2 separate regions of the Zea mays genome follow, and region 2 is linked to region 1. A link is a contact called in public Hi-C data. All regions are on one chromosome and are shown on one strand. Each heading gives the region's core, a stretch centred on a gene start, on an enhancer-like site or on the middle of the called end of the contact. The rest is flanking DNA. Distances are from core to core; before and after follow the strand shown. Region 1 holds the start of LOC100382594 (Eukaryotic aspartyl protease family protein). Region 2 holds the start of LOC103647807 (formin-like protein 5).

Region 1 (7,267 bases), core at 1,511-4,010:
TTGGTTAAAGAGACAAAAAGTATTCAGAACACAGTAAATGACTCATAAGAAGACTAAAATGCCCCTTAACATTCTTCCGCCATTAGTGCAGTTGAAATAAATGAGGGGCAAAAGGTGGAATTAATATGGTCTAGTCCCTTCAAGTCACCCCTTGGAGGACTAAAGCAGTTTAGTCCCAGTTTTAGTCCCCACTGTTTGGCTATTTAGGAACTAAATGAGACTAAAATGGTGGGACTAATCTTTAGTCCCTTAAACTAAACGGGGCCTTAGATTGATTTGGTAAGGACATTTCCTTATGGGTCAAGTAGGCCTCTCTATTTAAGGAGAGGAGATATATCAATCTAATCAAGCAAGAATTTAGAAGTTTGACAAGGCCCATGGCCAGCCCCCTTGCGCTCCCTCAACCTTAGCCAGTGTTATTAAAACTACAAACTACGTTTAAACGTCAAAACTCTAATTAGAGGTTGAAACCACGTTTTAGCGTTTTGGCGTTCTAAACTGTAAAACGCAGTGTTTTATGCATTTTAGACTATTAGCTACTTTTGAGCCCAGTCTATTAGTTACTTTTGGGGTTCAATCCAACTCTTGGGTGAAGTTTTGGTAAGCCAGTAACATCTCTGTTTTGGTATTTAACTTCATATTATTGTCTGAAATTATGATGTATTGGTATTTTTCCTATGTTGTTTAAAACTACGTTTAAACAAAGTTTAAACGTTTAAAAGTCAAAATTTCACCCATGAGCGTTCCAACGTTTTATCGTTTTAATAACCTTGACCTTAGCTTCCCCATAACATCTAGTATCGGAGATCTTAGGTTCCGACGCACAACAGATTGCCGTCCTCTCGCGGCTGTCCACCATGGAGAGCTATCAGATGTCCTCATCAGCTGATGCGAATTAAGTCCTTTTTTGTGCTCCGATTTCTAATTCTTTTTTGTTTGACTTCTATTGTTGTTATATTATAACTTTACATGTTTGTCTTATGACTCGAATCCAATTTTCAGGACGACCCAAAATCTAGGGAGCTACTCACTTTGAGGGCTGTGATAAAGTGTATCGAGGAGTACAAGCTTCAGAAGGAGTATTCACTTGGACCTCTCCAAAAGCGTGTTTCTGAGCTAAAGCCTAAGGGTGAGAAAAGGCCATCAACTGATGCTGGTGGGCGTACTTATGCAAAGAAGCCTCGAGGCCCTGGCATTTCATTTACCAGGAGACCTGGCGGTTCCATTGGTTCAGCTGCTCGCAGGCCTCCATTTCCGGGCTATAGCTGGCAGCGTGCTCCTGCGCCAATGCCTTCCCATGGTCCTGCACCAATGCCCTCCCGTGCCCCTCTTCCTGATGGATATGGAGCTGCTGACCGGTACCATTACACGCCACCAGCCCCAGCATATGATGCAGGCGCATTTTCTTCTTACGGTGAGCCGTTCAGCACCCCAAAACCATTCCAGTATGCCCCAGGGTCAGTGGCAGCATCGTACAACTCGAGTCCCTATAAAATCGCGTATGGTGGCCCGGGAGCGCCAGCTGCAAGCGCATATGCAGGTTATTCCGGTGGGGCCCAAGCACCAGCTGCAAGCGCCTATACAGGTTATTCCGGCGGGTCCGGTCCGGCAGCTTCTAGCAGCTATGCAAACTATCTGGGATCCGTCTATTGCCCTCCCCAGCAACCATAGATTCGCTTCATCTCTCTCAGAAATGTTGTGCTGGTTATAAGGTGTGTTGTGCTGGTGATAAGGTGTAACTTTACTCTCTTTTCTTTTTGACTCATCCACAGCACTGGGTTTTGGGTTTTGGAGGTGTAACTGATGTAGTCCAGTTTCTTTGGAAGCTGTGTGAGGCGCCGGTCAAAATATGAGTGTTCTCATGTGCACTCGTATTTACCTTTAGCTGTGCTTATTCCTTAGGATGTTTATATCTTTCTGTCAACAAGTCTGTCTTATGTAGGAAAGTCTGTCCCATGTACTCCAGGAACATGTAACTTTTTTACTTGCTAATGTTGTGATTGAGCTGGAAAAGCCAAAAAGTGTCAAACTTGCGAAGCTTGCGCATCTGACGATCTTAAGCAAATAATATTCTCTACTTTCAGTTGACATGGCTTGTACAGTTGTACTTGCAGGTCTGGCATAACTTGTGTTCATAAATTTTGCTGAAACAGTGATGTAGCCTTGGAGAGGCCATCAAGGCGGCTCCGGCTCTACCTTTCCGTGCTGTCAGTGTCAGTTCGTGAGATCGCGATCGTCTTGTTCTTGTCAACGCCCGTCCCTCGGCCTCTCCAGTCTCCACTCCTGTGCAGCGACTGGGAATAAAACAAGACGAGACCCACTGACCCAGCTTACCCGCCCTATTCAGTGACAGTCATAAGCGGCAGTGTAGTTGTGTCTGAATTAAAGGGATTAAATCTATTTCTATTTAATTTTAACAACATCATTTTTTTGAAGAAATTTTATTTTTCTAAGAAAATTTTAGTTTAATTTCTTTAAAAAATAGAAATAAAGTTGTTAAATTGGCCCTAAAGAGATTTAATCCATTTCATTCCCCTTTGATACAGACGCAAGCGGACGAGGCCTAATCAGGTCGACGTGAGGCGATCCGCAACGGCAACCGTAAGCAAAATGGTGCTACATCCGACGTGCCGGACGGGGTGCGACGCGCCGTGAATTACCGAATTACCCCTCTATCCGCCTCCCCCCTGGCCCCCTCTTCTAACAAGTCGTCGCCTCGGCCCGGCTTCGCCCCCCTCGGCGCGACGACCTCTCCCCCAGGAGAGCCTACCCCCTCCCTCATTCCCCGCGCGACGAGGCCGCTTAATGGCGGGTCGCGGCCGGCCTCGGCCGGGCTCGCACCAGGCTCTCGTCGTCGCCGCCGTCATCCTACTCCTGGCCGCCGCGTCCGGGGCCGGCGCTGGATCCCCCGATCGGCCCGCGCCGGGGCCGCCGCTGTTCCTCCCGCTCACGCGCTCGTACCCCAACGCCAGCCGGCTCGCCGCCTCGCTGCGGCGCGGCCTCGGCGACGGGGTCCACCCCAACGCGCGCATGCGCCTCCACGACGATCTCCTCACCAACGGGTCGGTAAAATTCGTTCCTATATATGCTGTTGTTTCCCCCCCATTTTTTTGTTTTTGTTTTCTCTGTTGGATCTGAGGCGTGAGGCTGGCGCGTGTCGTCGTGTTGGTTCAGGTACTACACGACGAGGCTGTACATCGGGACGCCCCCGCAGGAGTTCGCGCTGATCGTTGACTCCGGGAGCACCGTCACCTACGTGCCCTGCTCCTCCTGCGAGCAGTGTGGCAACCACCAGGTGGGACTGTACTCTTTTGCTTCTCCGCTCATTTACCAGCTAGGCACTTGTGAGATGATTTTGTTGATTTGGATGATAGCACGCATGCTATAGCCTATGTGAACCAACCCAAGTTGCGTAGCTGGACTAATGAACTTAGCTAATTTATGGCATGTAAATTACATGGGTTCCTGAAACTGCTTGGTATATATGAACTCTTACTTTTCAGAAGATTCAAATTTTCATTTGCAGGTAGATTAGGGAGTTCCAGTTTAGTCATGGGTTGTTGATAAATTTTCTTAGTGTCGACCGACGACATGGCTTCGACCTGTGGGCCACAATTTATTTGCTTTTCTAAATGGTCATAGTCTATTGTCCACACTTCTCTATGTGTACCATGGCAATCTTGGCCACAACCCATGACATTGGATTGTCAACCATTAACCTTGTTTTTGTCGTCGCCAATTGTTAGGGCCTGTTTGGAAGCACCTAGTTTTCAAGAAACTGGTTTATGAAAACTGGAGTGGTTCCAAACATACTAGTTTATGCGCCAGTTTATAGAAACCGGATTCTCAGTTTCTTAAAACCAAGAAGCTGGCATCCCCTAGTTAAAACCAGTTTTTGTGCATTTAATTACGCCACGCCCTTGTCGATTTCACGGAATTTACATCTATTGCCACCGCTTTTTGAAATAGAGGAAGGGTAGGCTAGTCATTGTGTATCCAAAAAATTAGAAACTGGTTTCTAAACACCATCACCCAGTTTTTTTTTATATAAACTGGTTTCTAAAAACCGGAGATAGAAACCAATTTCTTAAAAACTGTGGTGCTTCCAAACAAGCCCTTAGCCAACAACATAACTTTCTCGCAATGTTAGTGTGTCCCACGTATACTGCCATCAAATTACAGGTGTTTGGTTTGGTTGTACTTGTGTAACCTTTTTCGTCCGTTAACACTGCTTCTCTACTCAAGGTTTAGTATTGCTTCACCATACCGAAATTTGGTACTCGCTCCGGTCATAAAAACATGTTTTTGAGGACATGATTTGCTCAAACCTTAAAAACTACAAGCACCAATAACTACTAACTTATTTAGTTTGGAGATCTGCAAGTTAGCTGTGTAGTTTTGTATTCAAAATACTTGCACATTCTCTTCAGTTTGAAGGATTTTAAGAATGCATACCAGAAGAAATTAGTGGCCAAAGGTACACATTGAAGACTACCAAAGTCAAATATGCAAAGTATTTTTGATCGGAGGGAGTAGATGCTACTGTTTAGTCATTATCCATTTCAAAAATAAATCTCTGTACAATGAAAAATATACTGAGACCTTTTTTTTCTCGAACGCTCAGGAGAACTGCGACCCATTATATATTAAGCAGAGAAAAAAAAGGTCTAAAGTACATGTCCGGATTCTTTGCATTGTCTTTTGAATGATTATCCATGAGGTAGTTTTGTATTTTAAAGTACTTTGCGAGCATTCCATTAGTGTGTGATATCATATTATATCAAGTATCATATATTGCTGAAAGCGAATTTAAAACAAAAACTAAAGACAAAACATTCATTGGTCAGGGCTTTATGATCTTATGTCATGACATCACCACACATCATCATATTTTAAATGTAAAAAAATTCAGAAGGTAATATATCTTAACATTTGAACAAATTGAGGTGCCCTGCATTGATATTGCTAGCGCACAATTTAGTTTTGATGAACTGAAGGCCCTTCTTAGATGCTAGATTATTGAGTGAAATTCACCATGCGCACCTAAACGTTTCCCATATTCCCATCTTGGTCCGTGAACTAAAGTGATCATTTGGTTTCTTCAACAATTTAGGTGGTTTATTCGAAGTGATTGAACCTGAATTCATACTTCGAATGAACAACGTGAAAAGTTGAAGGACCCATATGAGAATACGGGAAAAGTTTAGGGACCATGGTGCATTTCACTCTATATTATTCTTTTGCAGCTTTCTCAAATGATCTTCATGCAACTTTGCAAATGCATTTATGGCTCGGGATCCATCTCAATGTCATCATTGTTTTGCCACCATCGTTACTTAGGCCCCATTTGGCACAGCTCCACCATTGGCTCCTGGAGCTGTTTGGAGCCGTTTGTGCCAAACGGGGTAAAACAAAACAGCTTCACCCATGGAGCCCCTTAAAACATGCTGAGACAAAGGAGGTGTGGGATGGCTTTACCCGGCTCCACCTCGCTCTAGTGGCCCTGTGTGTGATCTCCACATGTGGAGCTGTTTCGCCAATCAGTTCACGAAAAACAGCTCCAGCTCCATTGCTAGAGCTGCTCATGGGACCGAAGCAAAAAAAAAGGCTTCACTAGTGAAGTGGAGCTGTGCCAAACATTGTCTTAGTGGATCTTGGTGTTGTTTCTTCATTGAATGGATCACTCACCTCATTGATGAGGCATGCGAGTACTGTATTTGAAATGATCTTATATTTTACACTGTAATGTCCAAAGGGTTGAAGATCATATGAGTACCTTGATGTATATAATAATTTGAAATAGAAAATGTGTGTGACTGTGTTAATCATGCCATCAATACGAAACAATATTTTATTTGTCTTGGAGATTGCTGTTATTGCTGGTCTCTGCTTGTGTGCAGATATTCAGTTGCCTAGAAATTAATTCATTTGCAGTAAGATAATCTGAAATTTGGTTGATGTAGGATCCACGATTTCAACCTGACCTCTCCAGTTCATATTCACCAGTAAAATGCAACGTTGATTGTACTTGTGACAGTGACAAAAAACAGTGCACTTATGAAAGGCAGTATGCTGAAATGAGCTCCAGCAGTGGGGTGCTTGGTGAGGACATAGTGTCTTTTGGCAGAGAGAGTGAACTTAAGCCACAGCATGCTATTTTTGGCTGTGAAAATTCTGAAACTGGAGATTTGTTCAGTCAGCATGCTGATGGTATAATGGGGCTGGGTCGTGGTCAACTTAGCATAATGGATCAGCTTGTTGAAAAGGGTGTCATAAGTGATTCGTTCTCATTGTGCTATGGTGGCATGGATATTGGTGGCGGTGCTATGGTACTCGGTGGAATGCTTGCTCCTCCAGACATGATTTTTTCAAACTCGGACCCTCTCCGCAGGTAATGTATAGTTTTCTATATGATAACCGATCCATGTTCTTTTTGTGGGACATGTTTCTATTAGCTAATCTTAGATTAACAACAGCCCATATTACAACATTGAGTTAAAAGAAATACATGTTGCTGGAAAGGCACTGCGGGTGGAATCAAGGATCTTCAACAGCAAACATGGGACTGTTTTGGATAGTGGGACCACATATGCTTATTTGCCAGAGCAAGCTTTTGTGGCTTTTAAAGAAGCTGTAAGCTATTTACACGTCCATTCCTTTCCTGTTGGATCTTTGTTCTTTTGCAGTTACTTTTCCTTCATGTGAAATCTATTTGCTTGGGATTCTATTTTTGCAATTTACCATGTAAAAAAGGTAGGGCGTATCTAGCTTCAGAAGGTATTATATTAATAGTTTTTATGGACCAAAACTGCACTAGTTCCATCTTTTTAACTTTTTTCCTTGCATAAAAGAATGTAAACATCTTAATGACTACTAGATAAGTGTACACTTCCCTAGATAGAACCCAACTTCTAGTTTGCACCATCTGCTTTTTTGCCTTGACACCTTTTCGTGTCCATTAGCTAATAACTGCATCTCTCCTTTTTCTCTACTCCCATGGCTGTAGCTTGACAAATGAACTTCTTGATTACAAGGACACCGTTGACTGGTGCACCTACACATAGTTTTTGTTTTGTTTGGTTTTGCATGTCATATACCCTAATAATAATATATTCTGATGCCCTTTTTGTATATATTTACTTTTCTCTCTTTATTTTCCCTTTTCATTGGTGGCTCTTGTTGGGTTTCAACTCTAGCCTACCCCAAGTCCCAACTTGCTTGGGACAAAAAGGCTTTGTTGTTGGTTTTTGCATGAGCTGAATGTCTT
Region 2 (7,267 bases), core at 2,550-5,049, 240 kb before region 1:
CTTCAGCTCCATCTATGTTATGGATTGCTTTTGAGTCAGTCCAGTTTCCCTCGGCCTTTCTGGCAGCTTATTGACTTCCATGAATAGCAATAGGTCCTTGATCCGAAGATATCTTCATGCAAAGGTAAGCAGGATGAAGGATTGCTTCGAAAGCGTTGAGGGTGCCACGACCAATAATTGCATTGTAAGGGTATTCCATGTCAACAATATCAAACACAACTTGCTCAGTTCTGGTGTTGTTGATGAATCCGAAGGTCACTGGCATGGTGATCTTGCCCAGTGCTACAATCTGTCTTCCTCCGAAGCCACAGAGAGGGTGTGTAGCATCGTGAATCTTATCTTCTGGCTCTTGCATTTGTCTGAAGGCCTTAGCAAATATGATATCAGCTGCACTGTCTGTATCAATCAAGACATTGTGGACCAGAAACCCTTTGATGACGCAAGAAATAACCATAGCATCATTATGAGGAAAATCCTTGAGCTGAAGATCCTCTTGGGAGAAGGTGATTGGAACGTGGGACCACCTTGACTTGATGAAGGGTCCCTGCACTCCAACATGTTGTACCCTTCTCTGCGCCTCCTTCTTTTGCTTTTTGTTGGCTGGCTCTGAGCTCGAACCACCTGTTATTGGGAGCACCAGCTTCGGGGCCGAAGCAGCTCCAGCTTGAATGTTAGACGAAGCCATCAGCTCAAAAAAGTGGAAGTGAGTTCACCGGAGGTGGGCGCCAATGTTGGGGACTTGTTCTCAAATGCTATGAATCAAGAACAAGGCAACATAAAATGTTAAATTATAATATCCTTCGTTCAACGAAGCATTATTCCCTTGGGGATAATGGATTCTGGACGAAGGCGGACGACAATACGATTACGAAGGTTGAGTTTTCGTAATTGCATGTTGATAAATTATACGAAATGACATAACATATAGAGTATCAGAGGTAAATGAATCATATTATATCAATTAATATATTTAAGTATTGGATACAATTGTACCTCTGCCTTGGCAAAGGTTGATTTCCAGACGATGCGATGGCAAAAAATACCCCCAAAAGCGTGAACAGTAGAGGAATACTGTTCACTATTTATAGGCGCAGGACCCAGACTGTGAGAATTTACAACCGTGCCCTTCATGAAAGTTAAAATAACGACTCAAACGCTTATGGACTAAAAGGTCTTTCTACTTTTAAGTCGGTTCATAATTCCGAAGCTTTATGAAGAGCAAGCTTCGGTCATCGCACGCGGACAGCTTCAGCCGAAACTGCTTCTTCCTTCAAGACCTTCGGCGTGACGAAGCATAGCCCCAACAGGATGTTTTTCTATATTTACGTTAAACTTTAGCACTTGCATTCAAACACTACTTTCGTCTCAAAGTTTATTAGTCTTCCATTCGCCTTCCTAGCAGGCTGCAAGCCATTTATAATTGGGTAAATTCCTATGCCATCTGAAAATATACTCGTTCCTTATGTGTCAATGACATACAAAAATTTTCATATATAATTAGTCTTATTACTAGTCAACAATTAATATGGATTTTAAATTTATTTAATTTAATTAAATAAAACGCATACAAAACCGTATTAAATCTAACCGGCACAACAACCTGGTAAAAAACCAATCAAACCGTGCGCAATTTTCCACTTGACCCACGTCCGGCCAAGCCGGCGTGCGCTCGTCTCGCTTTCCCACTGCCTTGCACGTGTTGCCTTCCCTGTGTGGCTGGACTGCTCGAGGGAGGCTGGTCCACGACGTTCAACTATATTTATTCTGGTGCTTTATTAATTCAACAAGCTGTGCTTTTGCAGCTATGAGCAGAGCTGCAGAAGGAACGGAGCTGAGGTTTTGGTGCTTTAAGGCGAACATAAAACTTGGACCTCTCATATAAATATAATATTTTGTATATAATATATATAATTTTATATTATATCGATAACAATTAATTTGATATCAAGATATTATACCAAATAAATTTTATAATACCTCAAAAGTTTCTTTTACCATTTTTGAGACAAAGTCATCAATAATTGTGTTGATATAAATTTTATCTAATAATCTTTTCTCATTCTCAAACGTACGGTGGCCAAATGATTCAATCGTTCTTGAGAGATTGTAGACCTTAAATAGTTCTTCAATTATTTCAATATCGGGAAACTCCTTTCATTTGATGCCACCATCATACATGTATAGTAAATAAGTTTTGATAAGTTATAGAAACATTAGGATATGAATTTATCTTATCGACATATTCAAATATCTCCATAGAAGATATGTGTAGTTTTGTCAAGCTTAACTTTAAAATTCTCAACTTAAAGATTAGATTATTTAACTTAACATTATGTATCAAGTTAGCTATACAATTAACCGTAAGAGATTAGACCCTAATTTTGGAGGCATGAGGCGGCCGTCCGGATGGCCCTAGGCTTAGAGTTACAGCCGGCCCTCCACCGGGTTGCATTGCACATCTAGAAAACGAGGGTTGCGAACGCATCATCATAGGAGAGAGATTCAATCGAATCAGGTCCACGGCGGTCATGTTTTTAAATTTGCGCAGGCGCAGCATGCTTTTTGCATCATCATATAGGGCCTGTTTGTTTATCCCAATAGATTATATAATCTGGATTATTTTTGGAGGATTATATAATCTGGATTATATAATTTGGATTATATAATCTGAGTAGTCTTGTTTGTCTACCTAGATTATCTGGCGTGTTTCTGTTGGGCGGCGGGCTTCTCCGATCCGATAGGCGCAAAAACGATTCGGTAGATTATAATGGCAATGGTGGGTAATTTCTAGGAAACTTGAAAGGGTAGTAGGGAAGTGTGAAAAAAATAATCTGAAATAAGCACCTCCTCACTTGCTTATGGATTATCATAATCCAAGGGGTTAGATTATATAATCTGGGCAAATAAGCTAGACTGTTTGTTTGCCTCTTAGGATTATTTAATCCAGATTATATAATTTGGGGGGTAAACAAACATGCCCATAGTACCATGTCGCCCAGTTAAAAATTAACCTACTATTTTTTTTACTTCTGCTAGGATAATTTATGCGGTGACGAAAATTTCAAAACACCCCAGAAGACATACTTTGAGAAGACCATCGTTAAGCCGCCTGACGTGACACGCGTGCCAAATATAAAACGAAATTTCTCTGAGACCATGACAACCGTGGACGGACATGTCACCACTCACCACGCTTAAAATTTTAACCATTCAAGTGACCCACATCCTATATCTCTCACACATGCTAGCATTTAAAATTCTATAACGGATAGTTGTATTTTACGTAATTTTATATATCAGTTTTGGACATTGTGAGAAGATAGTAGACTGGAATAGCCTAAGCCGCCGGACTTTTACCTCTCTGAAAATGTAACCGTTGGTATGCATGCCAACTACGACAACAAAATTATATGAGCCGACGACAGCCATGAACAGACATGCCACTGCGCTTAAATTCCCGGGCAGTGCAAACGGGAAAACAAATTGACCGCCTGCACGTGACCGGTGAGCCTCCCAAAACAGCAAGCAGGGCGATTATAAATGTATTTAACCGCGAAAATAGGGGCCTCCCAGTCCCAGCCCAGCCAGGTGAGATCCCGTTCCCGTCGCCCGTCTTCCGTACCGTCACTACTCTGCTCTCGCCGCACGCCATCCTATTCACACCCAACACAGACTACGTCACAGACGTGTGGGTCTAGAGTGATGTGGGTCCCGTAAGACAGTGGAATACGAGGAGGAAACCAGAGTCGCGAAGCGCGCGGTCATCACCGCTGTCAAGGCAGCACCAAAGCGTTCACCGCAGCGGGCAAGTAAAACCAGCAAGCGAAAATACAAGAAAAGATAGCGAGGAGAAGAAGGCAGCAGCAAGTAGTAGAGGAAGAGGCGCCCGAATACCACGGTGCCTCCGCCTCGACCGCCCCCCGGGCTCCGACGCCCTTCCTCACCACCGTGCCTTGCTCCTCCTCCTGCTGCTGCGCTCCGCCGCGGAGCCCTAGGCGGAGCTGCGGACCCCGTGACCCCCCGCGGCACCGCCCCGGAGCTCGGCGGAGGCGGCGGGCACGTCCTCCTCATGCCTTTGGCGCCCCGGTCGGAGCCGATCGGTGGCCGCCTGAGGAGACGCAGCAGCTCGGCGGGCGCCGGCGGAGAGGCGGCGGGCACGTCCTCCTCATGCCTTTGGCGCCCCGGTCGGAGCCGATCGGTGGCCGCCTGAGGAGACGCAGCAGCTCGGCGGGCGCCGGCGGAGAGGCGGCGGGCGCGGAGGTGGAGGCGGAGGCGGAGGAGGAGGAAGGGGAGAATGGCGCTCTTCCGCAAGTTCTTCCTCAAGAAGACCCCGGATCGGCTGCTCGAGATCTCCGAGAACGTCTACGGTATAATGCTCGCCACTCTCCGTCGAGCTGTTTCGTGCGGGTGTGACATTCGGATGATTTTAGGCTCCCGCTTGGTTTTGGAGTTTTGGTGAAGTGCTTTTTATTTGTATGTTGAGTTTAACTGAGCTGAAATTCGGCGCGGTTGGAAGCACAAGCGTTCCAGTAAGCAGCTAGATTTTTAGTAAATTTCGAATTGGATTCTGAAGCATCCATTTGGTGTGTTTGTGGGTATGGAGCCGTGGAAGCCGTCTTAGATTTAGCTGCATTTGGCTCTCATCGCCTTATTTGATGGTGTTTCTGGATGTTTGCTCTTTAGGAAGCTTTGGGTTTAACTGCATTTGTCTTAAATTGGCATGTTCATCTCGACCCCTACCCTGGCCACAAATTTAATTGTTTAATCATGTTAACTAGAATGGTGCGCTTATTCATTGAAATAAAGCGAACCAAATATTTGAGTTCTGTTGAAATTTGAAATTATAGGACATTTGCAATTGTTGAAATGAGATGCTACTAGTCTGATGTGCTATGTACCTTTTCGATTTGGTTAATACTAGGTGACTAATGCAATGATATGTATGCCTTTTCAGTGTTTGACTGTTGCTTCTCGACTGATTCCATGGGTGAGGATGAGTATCGGGATTACTTGAGTGGCATTGTCGCGCAATTGCAGGAATTTTTTCCGGACACATCACTTATGGCATCCAATTTTTGGTCTGGGGACAAAAGAAGCCGGATATCAGATATTTTATCTGAGTATGACATGACAGTAATGGACTACCCACAACAGTATGAAGGATGTCCGTTGCTTCAGCTCGAGATGATCCACCATTTCTTGAAATCATGTGAAAATTGGCTATCAGTGGAAGGACAACATAACATGCTTTTGATGCATTGCGAGAGAGGGGGTTGGCCAGTGCTTGCATTCATGTTGGCCGGACTGCTTTTGTATCGCAAAATATATACTGGCGAGCAGAGGACACTAGAAATGGTCTACAAGCAGGCTCGCAGGGACTTTATACAGCAGTTCTTTCCCTTGAATCCCCAGCCTTCACATTTGAGATATCTGCACTATATAACAAGACAAGGAGGTGGTTCAGAATGGCCTCCTATTAGCAGACCCCTCATCTTGGATTCAATAGTTCTCCATGTTGTTCCGCGGTTTGACACAGATGGTGGTTGTAGGCCATACTTGATTGTACATGGGCAAGACTCAAGTCCTGGTAACAAGAGTGCAAAGGTCCTTTATGAGATGCCAAAAACAAAGAAGCACCTTCAGCGTTATGGACAGGTGACTGTCTCCTAAATTACTAGTATGTTTATACCCAAATCCAAAATCTACTGACATATGGTTGCAATGCAGGCAGAGGTTCCCATAAAATTAAGTGTGTCCTGCCATGTTCATGGAGATGTGGTACTTGAATTCATCCATATTGGCGATAATATAGAGAATAAGGAAACAATGTTCCGGGTCATGTTCAACACTGCATTCGTTCAATCAAACATCCTTGAACTGAATCGTGATGATATTGATGTTGCTTGGAATGTGAATAATCAGTTCCCAAGGGACTTTCGAGCTGAGGTGCTTAAACTCATCTGTCCTTCTATGCCTTTTACTTTCTTTCTCTGTATCTATGCACCATGAAATCTTAAATATATTTTTTTCTCTCAAAAAAAATCTTAAATATAGCTCAAATTTTGAACCAGGTACACTTTTCAGACCCTGTTTCATTTAAGCCTGCTGCTACCATCGAGGAGGTAGCTGATGATGGAGACGAGACTGATGTTGCTTCGGTAGACACAGGAGAGGAGTTTTATGAAGCAGAGGAGTATTGGCATGATGCTAGAAAAGACCCAGCAACTCATTCAATTGATGGTGGAATATCATTAAATGACATTGCAGAATTTGATGGTGGGGCAACAACTGAAGAAAGGAGCAGCCTAGAGAAGCACCGATCTGATGAGGGTGTGAAGATTGCTGTCTCCCAGAATTTTGGTAGTATGAATGAAAAAGTGGCAATTGCACCTACCTCAAGTTTTGAGAATCAAGAAGGATTGCAGCAGCCTCGTGAAGTTCTTCCAAATGCTAAACTAAGCAAAAATAATGATCAAGAGAACAGTGATGTGCATGATATACAGGTGGTTGCTACATCTGTTGATTCAGAGGGACACAAGTTTGGATCTACCGGTCAGGAGGACACGAAAGGTGTAATTGCACAAACTTTAGTCACGACAGTCGATCTAAGTGGCAGTGATGGAATTCACTGCCAGACTGATGAACAAACAAAAATGTCAGAATACCCTGATTTGGACTACACTGCTTTTGGCTCTCCTAGAAGTTTGTCACGTACAGATGGGGATGCCCACATGAGAACTAAGAAAAATGAAGGGTTGCAGAATGGTGATATTAAGATTATCACTGAGAACACAATAAGTGTGGACAACGAGCTAGTGATCTATGAAGAGAAAACTATAGTTGTCAATGGTAATGCAATACAGGTAGTAAAAAACGTTGTCAATGAAGAGAGCATCGCGGCTAAGATAGGCAAACCAATTACTGAGAGTAGGACCTCATTGGACAATGACAATGGCAAGATTCAAACTGCTAAACCTTCTGATATAGCCAATGGCAAATTGGATGGGTGTAGATTAGAATCTTGCCTTGAAACCGTGCCTACCAAGAAAACCACTGTCCATGACAGAATTGTTGTCTTACCAGCCACTGGAGTAGCAACTGAGATAAAAGCCAAGCAAGAGGTGCTTGTTGACAAACAGGATTTTGGTATAGTTCTTCCTCAAAGTCGAACAGTAGCCAGGGCTAGGAGTCCGAGGCTTGGAAGTGATGACCGAGGGCAAATCCCTGATAAAGCTGTGTTATCAGTATTGAAGGAGATGGTAGTAGG

The links. Hi-C and Micro-C count contacts between places; a contact is called where the count stands out from the background.
Region 2: a Hi-C map of leaf shows a contact between it and region 1, with 2.0 times the contacts expected there. The contact joins the promoter of LOC103647807 here to the promoter of LOC100382594 in region 1. A contact is called at or near these places in 3 of 25 Hi-C or Micro-C datasets (ear, leaf and tassel).

What each region holds. Positions count from the first base shown.
Region 1 is chr2:215,837,482-215,844,748 of Zm-B73-REFERENCE-NAM-5.0, reverse strand. It overlaps LOC100382594 (Eukaryotic aspartyl protease family protein), which reads left to right and starts at 2,760. Exons shown (of 12, transcript NM_001175324.1): 1 at 2,760-3,062; 2 at 3,175-3,295; 3 at 5,964-6,391; 4 at 6,477-6,633. The coding sequence starts at 2,806. LOC100191985 reads left to right here. Exons shown (of 4, transcript NM_001137409.1): 4 at 1,003-2,009. The coding sequence ends at 1,671.
Region 2 is chr2:216,077,453-216,084,719 of Zm-B73-REFERENCE-NAM-5.0, reverse strand. It overlaps LOC103647807 (formin-like protein 5), which reads left to right and starts at 3,799. Exons shown (of 19, transcript XM_008672315.4): 1 at 3,799-4,367; 2 at 4,955-5,655; 3 at 5,728-5,946; 4 at 6,072-7,267. The coding sequence starts at 4,295.